Regions from separate parts of the Mus musculus genome. Here all the other regions are linked to region 3. A link is a contact called in public ChIA-PET, capture Hi-C and promoter capture Hi-C data. All regions are on one chromosome and are shown on one strand. The core of a region is the stretch at or near the end of the contact, and the rest is flanking DNA. Distances in the headings are between cores, read along the strand shown. Region 1 holds the start of E330017L17Rik (RIKEN cDNA E330017L17 gene). Region 2 holds the start of Hdac1 (histone deacetylase 1). Region 3 holds the start of Tmem39b (transmembrane protein 39b). Region 4 holds the start of Fam229a (family with sequence similarity 229, member A). Region 5 holds the start of Marcksl1 (MARCKS-like 1).

Region 1 (2,700 bases), core at 136-2,635, 210 kb after region 3:
CTCATGCCCTCGGGCTGGCTCACCTATCTCCATGCCACCAGGATCAGTTCTAGTGTGCTACCCAGGCAAGATGCAGGTCCTGCTCTCTTGAGTGCTGCAGCTGTTGAGGGGCGGGGCTGGCTCTCCTGCTCTACAGACCTCTGGCCAGCCTCTGGCTTAACATAGGCAGGTTTGAGGAAGGAAGGGCATCTCTCCTGTGACCACTCCACCTCTTGGCAGATGAGGGGTGGAGCTACCTCCCCACACACCCATGAGCCCCTCACTTGGTCCCCCTAACCCCATGGCCAGCTCTATTGTGCTACCCAGAGGAGGTGCAAGGCCTGCTCTTCTGATTGCCCCAGTGAGGGGCGGGACCAGGTCTGCACAACCCTTGGTCCCAGGCAGCAGCCCAGACTAGGGATCTCTGCATGGACTTTGGTGGTAATATGAGCTGTAAGCATGGACACAGACCTCTGCTGCTGCTCTCCTGGGGACACAGACATGGCCCTCAGTGTAATGTGGGCTAGAAGTTAGGTCCCCATGGCCTCAGGTAGCAGGGCAGGCTGCCGACATCAGGCAGTTCCTTTCTACTCTTTCTCTACCACATATTCGTACATTGAATGTTGTAGTGGCTCCTGTGGTGGGCGGTGTCTTTGCTGAGCTGCCTCATTGGCCCTTATTGTGGGGTTTTGAGACAGGGTCTCCAAATGTAGTTCAAGTCAGCCTTGAACTTGCAATCCTGCTTTAGTGGCCCAAGTGCTAGGATTCCAGGTGTGACTTTCTACTATGTTCCTTTAATATCAAGTTTTCATTTTTTTTATCTTTTGCTCATTTTTCTATTGGGTTGGGGATCTTTTCATTGATTAGGTGGGGCCTTTTCTGAATTGTAGAACTATTCAGCCAGGGTAGACTTTTACCCCGATCTACCCTCTTCTACCCAGGTTCAAGTTGCAGGGAGATACTCACTTCCATACTATGGCTTCTCCTGTGGATGTCAACAATCCTGCTCTCTGATAAATGAGTGGGGAGAGGGCCTGTGAGACTCCCCAGAAAAGCCTGAGCTGTGGGTGGGTGGGTGGGTATCACAACAGCTGAGCACCTCAGGCCCTGTCTCTGGAGGTCCACAGCAGATAGTGAAGAGCTGAGTGGCTACTGTTGCCCTCCAGCCAAGGTGGCCTGTTGCAGACACTTGAAGCTACAGAGAGGATCAGCCAGATGTGGGAAGTGGGTGGCCTGGATCCTAGCAGTTCCAGATGTTTGAGTGGGTGGGGCACCGGGGGAGGTAGGCGACCTGTAAGCACTGACTGCCCCACTTTGAAGTCCTGCAGCGACAATTTTCTCCTCCCACATCCCGTGACCTCTGCCAAGGTCACGGCTCAGTCCCACTTGCCTGCCCAGTGCCCGGCGCACTTCCTCAGGGGCACACAGCCCGGGTCTTCTCAAGTCATGTTCGATATCTAGTTAAGGGGTACATTTATCTCCAGTGTTCCCCGGGACCTTCCCTTTTGATTTTCAAGAACATTTTCTTCCCTCTGCCAGAGCAGTCCTTTCGAATCAAAGGCTCGGCTTTTCCAAAGCGTAGTTTCTGATGTGGGCTTCAGTGGACTGGCTGCGAAGTTCCTGAGACAATGAGAGGGGATGCTGGCTGTCTCTTTCTCTTTATCTTCTCGCAGTAAAGCTCCAGTTCTCCTTGAGGTAAAGTGGAGCCTCTGATTGACGCGAGGACGCGGGGAAAATGAAAGCCATATTATTATTATTTCAAGTTGTGTTCTTGCGGCGTTCCCGGATGTCTGTGGTACGTTTGTGTTCCTCGTGTGTTTGTCATCTTTTAACTTTATTCACAGAGTCTTCTGTCACTTGCAAGTTAACTGTTTTTAGTCAAATTTAGATGTTTTTCTTATTTTTCTTCTAGTGCTGTTCTGGGGTTTGCTTTTTACATTTAGTTCTTACAATCAAAGGGACTTTATTCGTACGGGTGTTGAGTGCGCCCGAGGTGGAATTCAAATTTTGTACTTTTTCTAATTGTATTTATTAAATAAATTCTTCATCCAGGGGTCAGAATCCTTCACTTCTGGTACATAGATGGATAGATAGAATTCATCTGGTTTTATAAGATATTTTTACTTATGGTTTGATCAGTCCCTCATTTTTCCATGTGTGTGCACGCGCGTGTGTGTGTGTGTGTGTGTGTGTGTGTGTGTGTGTTTGGAGGCCAGAGGAGGAGGTCAGATGTCCTCTATAACTCTCTGCCTTGTTTCACTTTTTTAAAAAAGATTTATTTATTTACTTATTTATTATATAAGTACACTGTGGCTGTCTTCAGACACTCCAGAAGAGGGCATCAGATCTCATTATGGGTGGTTGTAAGCCACCATGTGGTTGCTGGGATTTGAACTCAGGACCTCTGGAAGTGCTCTTAACCGCTGAGCCATCTCTCCAGCCCCTTGTTTCACTTTTTAAATTTTTTTTTTTTAAATTAAATTCTAGCAAGGCTAGCTAGCCACTTCCAGCTATCCTCCTGTCTCTGACACTTGCAGCCACTGGGGTTATAGGCACATGTGGCCAATCCTACTTCTTTGTGTATGTGTTTGAGATTCAGACTCTTATCTTCAGACCTGTATAGTGAGCGCTCTCACCTACTGGGCCATCTCTCCATCCCTGACTTCCCTCATTTTCACTAGGAAAAAAACAATGTTTTTTGAGACACGGTCTCTCTAAATA
Region 2 (2,700 bases), core at 132-2,631, 150 kb before region 3:
AAAGAGCAATCAGGACCACTGAACCTTCTTAGTCCACTTCTTCAGAATTAAAACAGGCCAGGGTTGTGGCACATGCCTTTAATCCTAGCACTCGGGAGGGGGGTAGGATAAATCTCTTCCAGTAGGAAGCAAACCTGGTCTACAAAGTGAGTTCCAGGCTAGCCAGGGTTACACAGAGGCCATTTCCAAAAAAAAAAAAAAAGTATCAACATAGCTCTTCACCCTCTACAACTGGAGTTATAACACCCTTTTCTAATCCAGCTAAAATTACTATCTGAATTATTTTATACCGACAATTACCAAAAAATATCTGTCTTCTAAATTTCAGATCTAAACAGCCAACCGCCTACTGGCTGGCTGGCTAGATGTCCCCTGAACAACTCAACTGCTATTCCCAAAACACAAATGCTGGACCAAGTGGTGTAAGCCTGGAGTCAAGAGTAAGAAGAAGGGGCTTAATCCAAGACCAGCTGAGTTACACTGTGAGACCCTTTCTCAGATAAAGGTGCTGTCCCCTCCCCCTGCTGTTGGCTCCACTTGCCAGGGCCTGGCTTGTAACTCCAGTTCTTGGGTCCTAAGCACTGACACACAACCTGCTCCTCTCAGGTTGGGCTGAGGCTCCTGCTGTGTTCTCCTCCACCCCACATTCCCTTGTCCCAGCGCTAACACCGAAAGATACCTGTGACATTGTCTAGCTCCCCCTTCAGACGGGAACTCAACACAGGAAATGTGCCTCGATGAGCCCTCCAGCCCCAACAGAAACACAACCCAGGACAGAGTAAGATGCTCGCGCTGGCTCAATGAAAAGTCGTTTTAACAAGTTTCATGCACCTCTCTTCTTGCATCCCCGGGGAGCCCCATTTCCCAACTAGCAACTGCAGGCCCTACTCATAGACTTGGGGGATGGAGTGGGGGAGGGGATGAGTGGCCAGTCCTGCAGAACTCACCAAAAGAAAGAAAGAAAAAGAGAGAGAGTGAATGGGGACAGTGAAAAACCTTTGTATTCTCAGCAGGGGAAGATATCCAGGCAAACCGTCTCCATCATATTCCGATCCCCGCCGCCACTTAGGCTTCCCTCCAGGAATCCCACTCCAACTTCAGGTCGGATTCCCCGAGAATCTCCGCCACCGGGATTACCGCAGACTACCCCTTCCACGACCCCCACCTCATCTCCGGCCTCAGCCTCGACTTCCTCTCTCCAACCTCCTCCTTCAGCCTCGACTTTCCCTCAGCCTCCCCGGGGCTTCAGCCTCCTCCCAGCCTCCTCCCCCAGCCTTTCCCCAACGCCCGGCCCGCGCCGCCCACCCGCAGCTCACCGTCGTAGTAGTAACAGACTTTCCTCTTGGTGCCCTGAGTCTGCGCCATCTTGCTCGCCGCCCGGCCCTCCCGTCAGTCTGTCCGCCCGCCCGCCCGCGGCTCCTTACGGCGTCCGACCAGGGGGAGGGGCCGGCCTCGAAGCCCCGCCCACCCCCGGGATCACCTATAGCCGCACAGCCCGGGCCTCACTCTAACCAATCGGCATGCGCGGGGTCGGGCCCGGAACTCGGCGGGGGGCAAGGGCAGCTTAGAGAAGCCACCGCGGGCCCCCTGGGCCTGTACCAAAGTCCGGCGCGGAGGGGTGGGGGAGACCGGGGGCCGTACCATCGAGTCCCGGGAGAGGGAGTCGGCTCCGTAAACTCTGCAGCCCGCTTCACAGTTGGGAGCGTGTGCAAAGATCAGAGGCCAACTTTCTCGTTTTACCGAGAATACGCCGAGGCTTCCCGGGGAAAGATGCTTGCGCAAGGTCACGCAGCTAAAAGACTAGGTTTGGTCTGGATTAGAACTGGAGAGAGAAATGAATGGCAAGGAACAGAAAGAAAATATCCAGAGGCCTACTGTAGTGGGGCAAGACCTTTATGTGCTCATAAGTTCTGACGGACTTTTCTTTTTTAATGTCAAAGCTCGTTTTCAGTTGGGCGTGGTTGCTATGTCTTTGATCCCAGCACTCAGGAGGCAGAGTCAGGAAGATCTCTGTAATCTGAGGCCAACTTGCTCTCCGTAGTGAAAGCATGTCTCAAAAAATAACAAAACAATTTTACAGGTAAAGCTGAAGAGCTTATTCAGTGTTACAAATTAAATTCCGTCTCCAATTGTACATATTTTTTTTAAAAAAAGACAAAATCCAATATGCCCGAGCACTGTGACAAAGTAACAGAACTTGGTGTTTAGTTTTTAATTTACTGGAGGGAGTGTTGGAGGGAGTGTTCCTATGTAATGGCTCTGGGTGGGGGCGGGGCGATCCATCCAGAAAATTTGGGTCAGGCATGGTGGCAGCAACCATCTCACCTACCCAGAACTTAATTTTTCTAAACTGAAAGCCTAAGTTGTTGTTTGGGGGGGACGTGGGGGTGGGGGGGCGGGGTTGTTTCTTCGTTTGTTTTTGCTTTTTTGTTTGTTTGTTTGTTTTTCAAGATAGGGTTTCTCTGTATAGCCCTGGCTGTCCTGGAACTCACTTTGTAGACCAGGCTGGGCTCGAACTCAGACATCTGCCTGCCTCTGCCTCCGGAGTGCTGTGATTAAAGGCATGCCCCACCACACCTGCCTTTTTTTTTTTTAAAGATTTATTTATTTATTTATTTATTTATTAAGTACACTGTAGCTGCCTTCAGACACACACCAGACCAGAAGGGCGTCAGATCTCCTTATTTCAACTGAGTCTTC
Region 3 (2,700 bases), core at 165-2,664:
AAATCTGCCTGCCTCTGCCTCCTGAGTGCTGGGATTAAAGAAGTGCGCCACCACGCCAGGCGTGAATTCACATTTTAAGCGACTAAGTAGCACAGAATAGCCTCAAACTCACAACCCACCTGCCTCAGTCTCCCAAATGCTAGGATGACAGGATGACAGGCATGTGCTACCAGACTGTTATTTTTACTGCCAGTTCCCTTAATCCGGTTCACTGGACCAGTTTGGTAAGATTTTCAGAGCCTGAGTCCTGAGCTGCTCAGCGCTGGTATTTGCTGGATTTTATCTGGATCTGAGTCTCCAGACGCTACAATCTGGTCAGGTTTGAGACAAGTTTTCCCTCCAGGGCCCTGAGATCTAACTCAATGACCCACGGCCTGGCCTTAACGTCAGAATGGCCTTAGAAAGAGCGCTGTGGTTGGGAATCTCAAACTTAAGATTTTACAAAACTATATTCCCTAAGCTTAGTAGTCTAGCCTAAGATCCTAGGCAGCATCCTGCACTTAGCTCCCAAACCCTTAATCGAAGTTATAACTTCCTCAACTTCCTCACAGCAACACAGTAGCCTCCATTCATACACACGGTGCCCAAGCTTTCCTATCTCTGAAGGTTTTCTGACAGCTCTTCACAATATGCATGTCCAGAAAGCTGACTTCAAGCCCCAAACCGGAAGCTTTGTTCACACGCTGTTATATTTGGTTTGGTTTAGAACCCCCCCCCCCAACACACACCCTCAGCCCAGGAACTCTGCCCACACCCACTATCTTTTAGAAGCTCGGCACCCACATAAAGCCCCTAGCCCAGAAACCCCGCCCACACACAACTGTCAACCCCAAGACCCCGCCCACAAGCCGGGCAATGCTCTCTAGGACTGGAAGCTTGAATCGGAATGGACTCCCTTGGTGGGCTAGGTGTCCCTGCGGCCCCACCGCTCTCAGTGTAAACCCCTATAGTCCAGAAAATTCTCTCCCCCACCGGCAATCACAAAAGGCGAACCCTAAGCTCTCAGCCCCTCCCACCAGAGTGCCCGGCCCCCATCTGCAGACAGGAGAATTGTGTGCCCCAAAGAAAGCCTGAGCCCCTCCGAGCCCCTCTCCCTTTTGGAAGCTCCGCCTACCAAGCGGTGACCCGCCCCCTCAGGACCGGAGGGGCGGGGTCCCGCCTGCGCCGCGTCCCTTCCCCTCCCCCTCCCCCTGCCCGCGACTCCGGTCCGCGTGGGGAGGCAGTTCGCAGCCAGGCTCCCCGCTATCCCGCGACCCCCGAACGAGCCCAGCCAGCTCTGCTCACCCATCTCCTTCCCCCGGCGCTCTCCGCTCACCGCCGCAGCTCCTGCGGGCAATATGTCGGAGGCGACGGCGGCCGAGAGAGGACTAACCGCCGCAGCCCGGGCCGGGTATCAGCCGCACGCTCCCTCCGGCTGCTCAATTTGCATGCTAGGCGGGCTGGGAGTCGGGAGCGCGCTTCTTAAAGGGGCCGTTTGGACAAAAGCTGTGCTAACGCTCTTTGTCTTGCCTTTCCCCACGCCTTTCCCGCAGCTGCTGCTCAAGAGATTCTGGAGCGGGCGAACCCACCTCCCGTGTTTCTTCACCCTGTTCTGACTTAGAGGAGGACACCAGAGCGGCCTTTTGCCTCTAGTGAAGTCCTGTTTTTGTACAACACAGTCACCTCATACTCAGCGAGTCCCAAACTGGGCTTTCAGAACTCTTAGGCTTTAGTGTGCTTTGGCCCACCCCAGTCAAAATCTACGAGTCACTTCCCCTTTCCTCCAAAACTCTATATCCAATTTTTGGCCTCATCTTGATGACCCTAAACTCTATCCATTTCTCATGTTTGATTCTCATGTTCTCCACTGTTGATTTCACTGCCACCACCTTAGCTAAGAACCTGTGCCTGCCATTTTCAAATTTCGAAATAGTGTTAATGGGTATTAATAATAACCGCCTATTAGGGTTCTTAACATTTTAGAATTTGGTGTGCCGGAGAGAGGGAGGGATGCGCAGAGCAGTGGACTTGGGAAGACAACTGGTAGTAGTACTGGTTCTTCTACCATGTAGCCTAACACGTAGGCTATCGGGCTTGGCTACAAGAACCTTTACTTGCTGAGATATCTCGCCAGCCCTTTGATTTTGGTTTTTAAGACAGAGCCTCTGGTAGCCTGGGCTGTCCTTGAATTTGCTATGGATTAGAGGATGTCCTTGAATTTCTGATCCTGCTTCATAGTGTCGGAATTATTACTCTCACTATGACAGATTTATTCAGGGATGGAAATCAAACCTAATGCAAGCACAAATTATCTTGTAGGCATGGAAGATTAAATGAGACAATCCATGTAGTACCTGTTTTAATCAGTGTTAGCCATCATGTTTGGCAAACACTTAACAGAGGAAGCAAGTAGCTACTGTTATTGTTAGTGTAATTTCTTCCCTTGCAAGACTAATAAGCAGTCTATGGGGGTGAGGGTAGGAGATTAAAATTAGGGCCTCATACAGGCTAGGCAAGTGTTCTATCATTCAGTTATATTCTCAGCCTCATAAGCAATCTTTATATTATTGTTAAGTTTTTTTTTAATTTTATGTGAGTACACTGTAGCTGTAAAGATGGTTGTGAGCCTTCAAGTGGTTGTTGGGAATTGAATTTTTAGGACCTGTGCTCGCACCAGTCAACCCCCCTCACTGGGGCCCAAAGATTTATTATTATATATAA
Region 4 (2,700 bases), core at 90-2,589, 210 kb before region 3:
TGACCAGTCTCGGGTGTCTCTAGCAGCAAGTATTGCCTTCCTTTCATGATTAGCTCATCCTTGGAACCTCCTCCCAGCAGCCTGTGAGACCACAGATGAGGGATTTGGGAAGTTCAAAGCTATTGCATCTCACTATTCTTTCCAGGGATCTATTGTCCTGTCCCTCTTCCACCTGCAGGGTACCAGTTCCTGCTGTCTTCTGGCCAACGCCTCTTGGGACAGGAAAAACTGAGGACCTTTTGTTTTGTTTTGTTTTGTTTTTTATTTTGTTTTCTGAGACAGGGTTTCTCTGGATAGCCCTGGCTGTCCTGGAACTCACTTTGTAGACCAGGCTGGCCTCGAACTCAGAAATCCACCTGCCTCTGCCTCTCCTGAGTGCTGGGATTAAAGGCGCATGCCACCACGCCCGGTTTAGGACCCTTTCTTTTTCTTGTGCTACGATTGTGGCTCTGGAAAGGTGTGAGGATCCTGGTTTCCCTACATCCTTCTATTTAGGGCAGGAATCTGACTTGCTTTCTGCCATCCTGACTCAAAGGGAGGAAGAGATGCTCTGAGGAAAGGGCCTACCCGTGTTGGCTAGCCCACCCTTCCTCCCAAGGACCCCAGCTCACCTTCTGGCCCTCCCATCTTGTCTATAATTTTAATTGCCACTTTTCTTTGATGTTTTTTGGAAAATGCTTCTTTGACTTTTGAGTAGGTCCCTTCCCCAATGGTCTTGCCCAGCTGATACCCATTGGAGAGTAGAAAGTCCTCCATGCTGTGTAGCGCCTCCTTCTTGTCACCCTCTCAGCTCATGCTGCCTCTGCGAGGCAGCTCTACTCCACCATCGCCCTCGGCCTGCTTCTTTTCCCCCCAAGGACTTCATTCACAGCTGCCTCCAGGGCTAGAACATTCTCCGTCTGGACACAGCCACAGGTGGTGGGGAGGGAGAGGACCAGACATTTTTAAACTCCTGCCCAATTGTGATGTAAATGCTGTGTGACCCTCAGACAACATGGGCAGTGTCCCTACTTTCCCTCGCCACCACCAGCAAATCCAGCATGGGTTAAGTCAGTCTTGAGCAAGGCGCAGAGTGGTAGCGATGCTGGGGAACGGGCCTGGGTGGCCGCGTAGGTCAGGGAGGCGGGCCTTCTCCATGTGGGCTCCGCTTCCAGGCAGGTCGCCCTCACCTCCGAAGTCCCCATCCAGCTGTTGGGAAAGAGTGCAAACTGGTCACCAAGGTGCGATCTCCAGAGCCCTCTGGCCTCAGGCCCGGGCCCTCACTAAATGCCGGAACGCTCTGGGACTGCCTAAGAATTCCAGCGAGGAACAGGCTGTGTGAGGTCAGCACGCAGAGATCGGGGTCACAATGCAGTCCTCCCCTTCGACGCTGGGGCCCGGGCGCGCAGCAGACACCTGCCAGGCTCCGCCTGGACCGGAGCGTCCTCCCGTGGCCAGGGCTCGGGCAGTTGCTTCCAGCCTGGGACCGGCCTCGGCCTCTGGCAGGTAAGCCACGACACAGGAGACGGGCACGGGCAGGGAGCATCTAGGGGCCCGGAGCTGCCTGACCGCCACTCCTATACAGAGTGCCCCGGGGCCTGGACATGAGTGCCCAGGAGACCCCACAGGGTCGAAGATTCCCCATTGAGGCCGGAGACTCCCCTGGCCTTGCCTCCGCCCCCGAGTCCCAGGATAGCCCGGAGCCTGTAGCTACGGATCAAAACCCTGTCAGGTGAGTCCGTCGTCCCACCCCTCGGCCCTGCCCCATCGCCATCCCCAGGGCCCTACCCCCAAAGATCCCAGGCGCATCCCCTGGCGCGCCCCAACACTTTGCGCCCCCTGTCGCCTGCCGCTTTCGCCAGGCCGCTCCGACGCTGCCCGGGCTGCCACTGTCTGACGCTGCTGCACGTGCCCATCGACGTCTACCTGGCCATGGGCGGGAGCCCCCGGGCCCGTGCTACCTGAGTGCGCCTGCGCACGGCAGCTCTGCAGGAGCCGGGACGGACGAGGCCAGCCGCGGGCCACCACGCTGAGGTCGCACGCGCCGAGCACGAGACAATGATGCACATTTTAAAATAAAAGAATGATGCACATTTTAATAAAGCACAGCATAAACTGTTCTTTCCATTCCGGGCTGGCCGTGTATGTGTATCCGTCGGATCGGGCCCACCGACTTCTCGGACCCAGCCAGTATCACTCTTGGGCTACCTCCACTCTTAGACCAGACTTCCACCCGCCTCCACTTCCCTGCCCACCTCCCACTTAGGGGGTCGTCACCCTCTTCCAGGCGTTTTTTTCTTGGTGGTTACTTTCCCTTCACCCAGCTGTCAGTCTCCTCTTCCTTGTCTTGGCTTTGCCAATGAAATCTTCATTCTCTGCGGGACACTGGCAGCTTAGAGCAGCTTGGGACAGAAGCAAGAAAGGGAAAGATGAGCAGCCGATGTAGAAAATAAATAAATAAATAAATAAAAGACTGATGGGCTGGTGAGATGGCTCAGTGGGTAAGAGTACCCGACTGCTCTTCCAAAGGTCCGGAGTTCAAATCCTAGCAACCACATGGTGGCTCACAACCATCCGTAATGAGATCTGATGCTCTCTTCTGGTGTGTCAGAAGACAGCTACAGTGTACTTACATATAATAAATAAATTAAATAAATAAATAAATAAATAAATAAAAGACTGACCACTGCAACACCATGTAACTCTCCCAAGCTAGAATTA
Region 5 (2,700 bases), core at 138-2,637, 180 kb before region 3:
CACGTCACTTTCCTCTTCTGAGCTGGGGGTGAAATGAGAAGACAGTCCTGTAGCATCAGAGTCAGGGTGGGAATGGGCACAGGAGTAAACACAGAATGTGGACACCACCTCATCCCGCTATGGTCACATCTGTGTGCAGTTCCCTGATTTCTCAGGCCCTGGGGTTGTTTGCACCTTACAGCTTCTGGTCTCCCAGGAGGCCTCTCCTAGGACAGAGGGACATATTGGTTGAGCTGTTCAGGACATCAGCCTTTCTTTCACAACCTTCGGCTTCCTCTAGCCTGAAGCCTTTCCTATTGGGGGACAAGAGGAAGTAGCTGTACACATCGGAAAACATATATAGGCTCAGCCAAGGACTCTGGGATTCTAACTGGCCTACCTGGTCCAAAGAAGGAAACAGAGAAGGACCAGGTCTTCAAACAGGGTAGGTTTGGGGGTTTATCCCTAATAGTGTGCCACAGTTGTGGAAGAAATCCAAACGATTCCTGTCACATTCAGGAAGGGGTATTTGGAGTCTGTTGAGCCTCCCTGGCTTTATGGTACCTACCTATATGTGGAAGTCTCAGTGTATGGTCACAGACTCGAGGGGAGGGAAGCCAGGCCTAAGTCAGGTATACTTAAACATCTCTGCGCCCCAGGCTCTTTGCTTACAAAGGGGGATGAAGATGCAATGCCTTCTGGTCAAAGACACACACACACAAACACACACACACACACACACACACACACACACACACACACACACGCACACACACACACACGGCAGTGGGGAGACAGAGAGAGACAGAGACAGAGACCTGGTGATGGATTTAGGTTGTGAGGAGTAAGAGCTGCCACCAACAGACTGAGAAAACCGACTTGTTGGATCTCCATTTTGACCTGAGTTAGGTCAGCCCCCCAGGGTGGCCGCACAGCACATAGACTGACAGGGACGTGGGTGGGACTTGAATTCTGGCCTGAGGGGGCGCCGAACTCAGGGTATGTGTGTGTGTGTGGGTGTGTGTTTGTGTCCGGGCGCGTGAGTTTTGGACAAATTTCTAGAGTGTAACTCAGCACCAGCCGTCTGACGAGTCTGGACATGTGAGCCCTTCCAAGAGTTCAAGGAGCCAGTGTAGAACCAGGGACTGGGGGCCTCTCCACTGTGAAGTATGAGTTAGGCTGAAAGTGGGCTGGGGATGACTGAGTGCTTCTTCATCGACGGCCTCCTCCCAGTCCATCTCCCGGACCGACCGGGAACCTCTCTCATTTCCACACTGAACCCTACTTGCCCCTGGTCGTCCCAAGTGATGGGGGAACCAGACAGCTTGGCACTGCCCACTGCACGAGAGGAACCCGGGCCCGACCCCGCCTCCACCCCGGATTGGGTGCTCATTTAAATGTCCGGCCCCGCCCCGAGCCTCGGGCGCGTACATATAGGCGGCTCGGCGGGCGGCGGGCGGCATTCTGGCGCGGAGCGCAGCAGCAGTGGGCGCAGCTAGCGGGTCGGCTGCGGAGCGGGGGTGCAGTGCGCTTTGCCCCCCGTACCCCTCCCCCTCGGACGCAGCCCCACCCCTCTGCCCGCCGGGCCGTCCCAGCCGAACTATCCCCTGCGGCGCCAGCGCGGGGCGGCTCCGGGCGCCCCCAGCAGACCCCCATCATGGGCAGCCAGAGCTCTAAGGCTCCCCGGGGCGACGTGACCGCCGAGGAGGCAGCGGGCGCTTCCCCCGCGAAGGCCAACGGACAGGTGAGTGCGCTCGGAGCGGCGGATCCCGGCCCCCAGCCCGCCGGCCTCGCCCCCTCTGGGGCCCAGGGCCGGGGCCGCGCGCTTTGTCCGGCCCGGGACACGCGGCGCCCCCTCCCCCGCCCGGTCCCTTTGTTCTCGGCGCCGCAGCCCCCGCGGGCGAACGAGGGGAGGGGCGGGAGGGGGCGCCGGCCGGGCTCGTCGCCTTCTTTGTTCGCGCCCGGCCCGCGGGCGCTGCCCCCAGGCCGCCCCGAAGGCCGCGCGGGAACAAAGGCGCTGCTAGGCCGCACCAAGGGGGCGTCTAGGGCCGTGGGGATGGTACTCGGCGCCCAGGGCGCCCCATCTGGAGCCCCGATCCCGGCAGCCCGCGGTGGCTTTTGAAGCGGTGGGGAGCAGAGATGCGGGGAGACTCTGGGGTGGGTGGGGGCTGATCACACAAAGCGCAAGCCTGGGAAAATAGGCCGTCCAGGTGCGGGGAGGCAGCGCCCCAGGGCTGCTTCCCGCCCAGTAGTGCTGGGCAAGGCTGGCCCGCCGGCGAAGGATCCAGGCCCGGTGAGGTTCCGCGCGGAAAATAGAGAGCGCGCCCCGCGGGAGGGGGGTGGGGGCCCGAACCCCAGCGCCTCCTGCTGGCTGCGCTCGTCCCTGCGCGCCTGTGAGGGGTGAGGGTGATGTTGGATGGGAGTGAGGCCAAAGCCAGACTTGGTTGCCTTTGGATGTCGGCGGTGGCCTGCGAGGGGCCAGAAGCGGGCTGGGGGAGGGGAAGAAGGGCCCGGGCCCTCACTGCTGTCCCCTCTGCCCCGCAGGAGAATGGCCACGTGAGAAGCAATGGAGACTTAACCCCCAAGGGTGAAGGGGAGTCACCACCCGTGAACGGAACAGATGAGGCAGCTGGGGCTACTGGTGATGCCATCGAGCCAGCGCCCCCTAGCCAGGAAGCTGAGGCCAAGGGGGAGGTCGCCCCCAAGGAGACCCCCAAGAAG

Evidence for each region. ChIA-PET counts read pairs in DNA pulled down with a chosen protein or histone mark. Capture Hi-C pulls out chosen DNA fragments and counts their contacts.
Region 1: a contact with region 3 is called in a capture Hi-C map of macrophages, with 2.9 times the contacts expected there. The contact joins the promoter of E330017L17Rik here to the promoter of Tmem39b in region 3. A contact is called at or near these places in 14 of 39 promoter capture datasets (the C10 cell line, the HPC-7 cell line, cranial neural crest and 10 more), 2 of 484 Hi-C or Micro-C datasets (bone marrow-derived macrophages and cerebral cortex), 3 of 115 datasets of contacts at active chromatin or transcription factors (effector CD8 T cells and microglia) and 3 of 9 other capture datasets (adipose tissue, liver and macrophages).
Region 2: a contact with region 3 is called in an RNA polymerase II ChIA-PET map of memory CD8 T cells, with 95 read pairs. The contact joins the promoter of Hdac1 here to the promoter of Tmem39b in region 3. A contact is called at or near these places in 4 of 39 promoter capture datasets (the C10 cell line, embryonic stem cells, macrophages and 1 more), 2 of 484 Hi-C or Micro-C datasets (LSK cells and forebrain), 2 of 115 datasets of contacts at active chromatin or transcription factors (embryonic stem cells and memory CD8 T cells) and 3 of 9 other capture datasets (adipose tissue, liver and pancreatic islet).
Region 4: a contact with region 3 is called in a promoter capture Hi-C map of adipose tissue. The contact joins the promoter of Fam229a here to the promoter of Tmem39b in region 3. A contact is called at or near these places in 1 of 39 promoter capture datasets (neural stem cells) and 2 of 9 other capture datasets (adipose tissue and pancreatic islet).
Region 5: a contact with region 3 is called in a promoter capture Hi-C map of adipose tissue. The contact joins the promoter of Marcksl1 here to the promoter of Tmem39b in region 3. A contact is called at or near these places in 1 of 39 promoter capture datasets (liver), 1 of 115 datasets of contacts at active chromatin or transcription factors (pancreatic cancer cells) and 2 of 9 other capture datasets (adipose tissue and liver).

The regions. Positions count from the first base shown.
Region 1 is chr4:129,904,841-129,907,540 of GRCm38.p6, forward strand. It overlaps E330017L17Rik (RIKEN cDNA E330017L17 gene), which reads left to right and starts at 1,386. Exons shown (of 3, transcript NR_045190.2): 1 at 1,386-1,774.
Region 2 is chr4:129,541,265-129,543,964 of GRCm38.p6, forward strand. It overlaps Hdac1 (histone deacetylase 1), which reads right to left and starts at 1,382. Exons shown (of 14, transcript NM_008228.2): 1 at 1,317-1,382. The coding sequence starts at 1,365.
Region 3 is chr4:129,695,431-129,698,130 of GRCm38.p6, forward strand. Tmem39b (transmembrane protein 39b) reads right to left here and starts at 1,415. Exons shown (of 9, transcript NM_199305.2): 1 at 1,285-1,415. The coding sequence starts at 1,288.
Region 4 is chr4:129,489,851-129,492,550 of GRCm38.p6, forward strand. Fam229a (family with sequence similarity 229, member A) reads left to right here and starts at 1,340. Exons shown (of 3, transcript NM_001085491.2): 1 at 1,340-1,485; 2 at 1,565-1,711; 3 at 1,842-2,106. The coding sequence starts at 1,349. The coding sequence ends at 1,944. It overlaps Tssk3 (testis-specific serine kinase 3), which reads right to left and starts at 920. Exons shown (of 2, transcript NM_080442.2): 1 at 612-920. The coding sequence starts at 756.
Region 5 is chr4:129,512,194-129,514,893 of GRCm38.p6, forward strand. It overlaps Marcksl1 (MARCKS-like 1), which reads left to right and starts at 1,388. Exons shown (of 2, transcript NM_010807.4): 1 at 1,388-1,723; 2 at 2,524-2,700. The coding sequence starts at 1,637.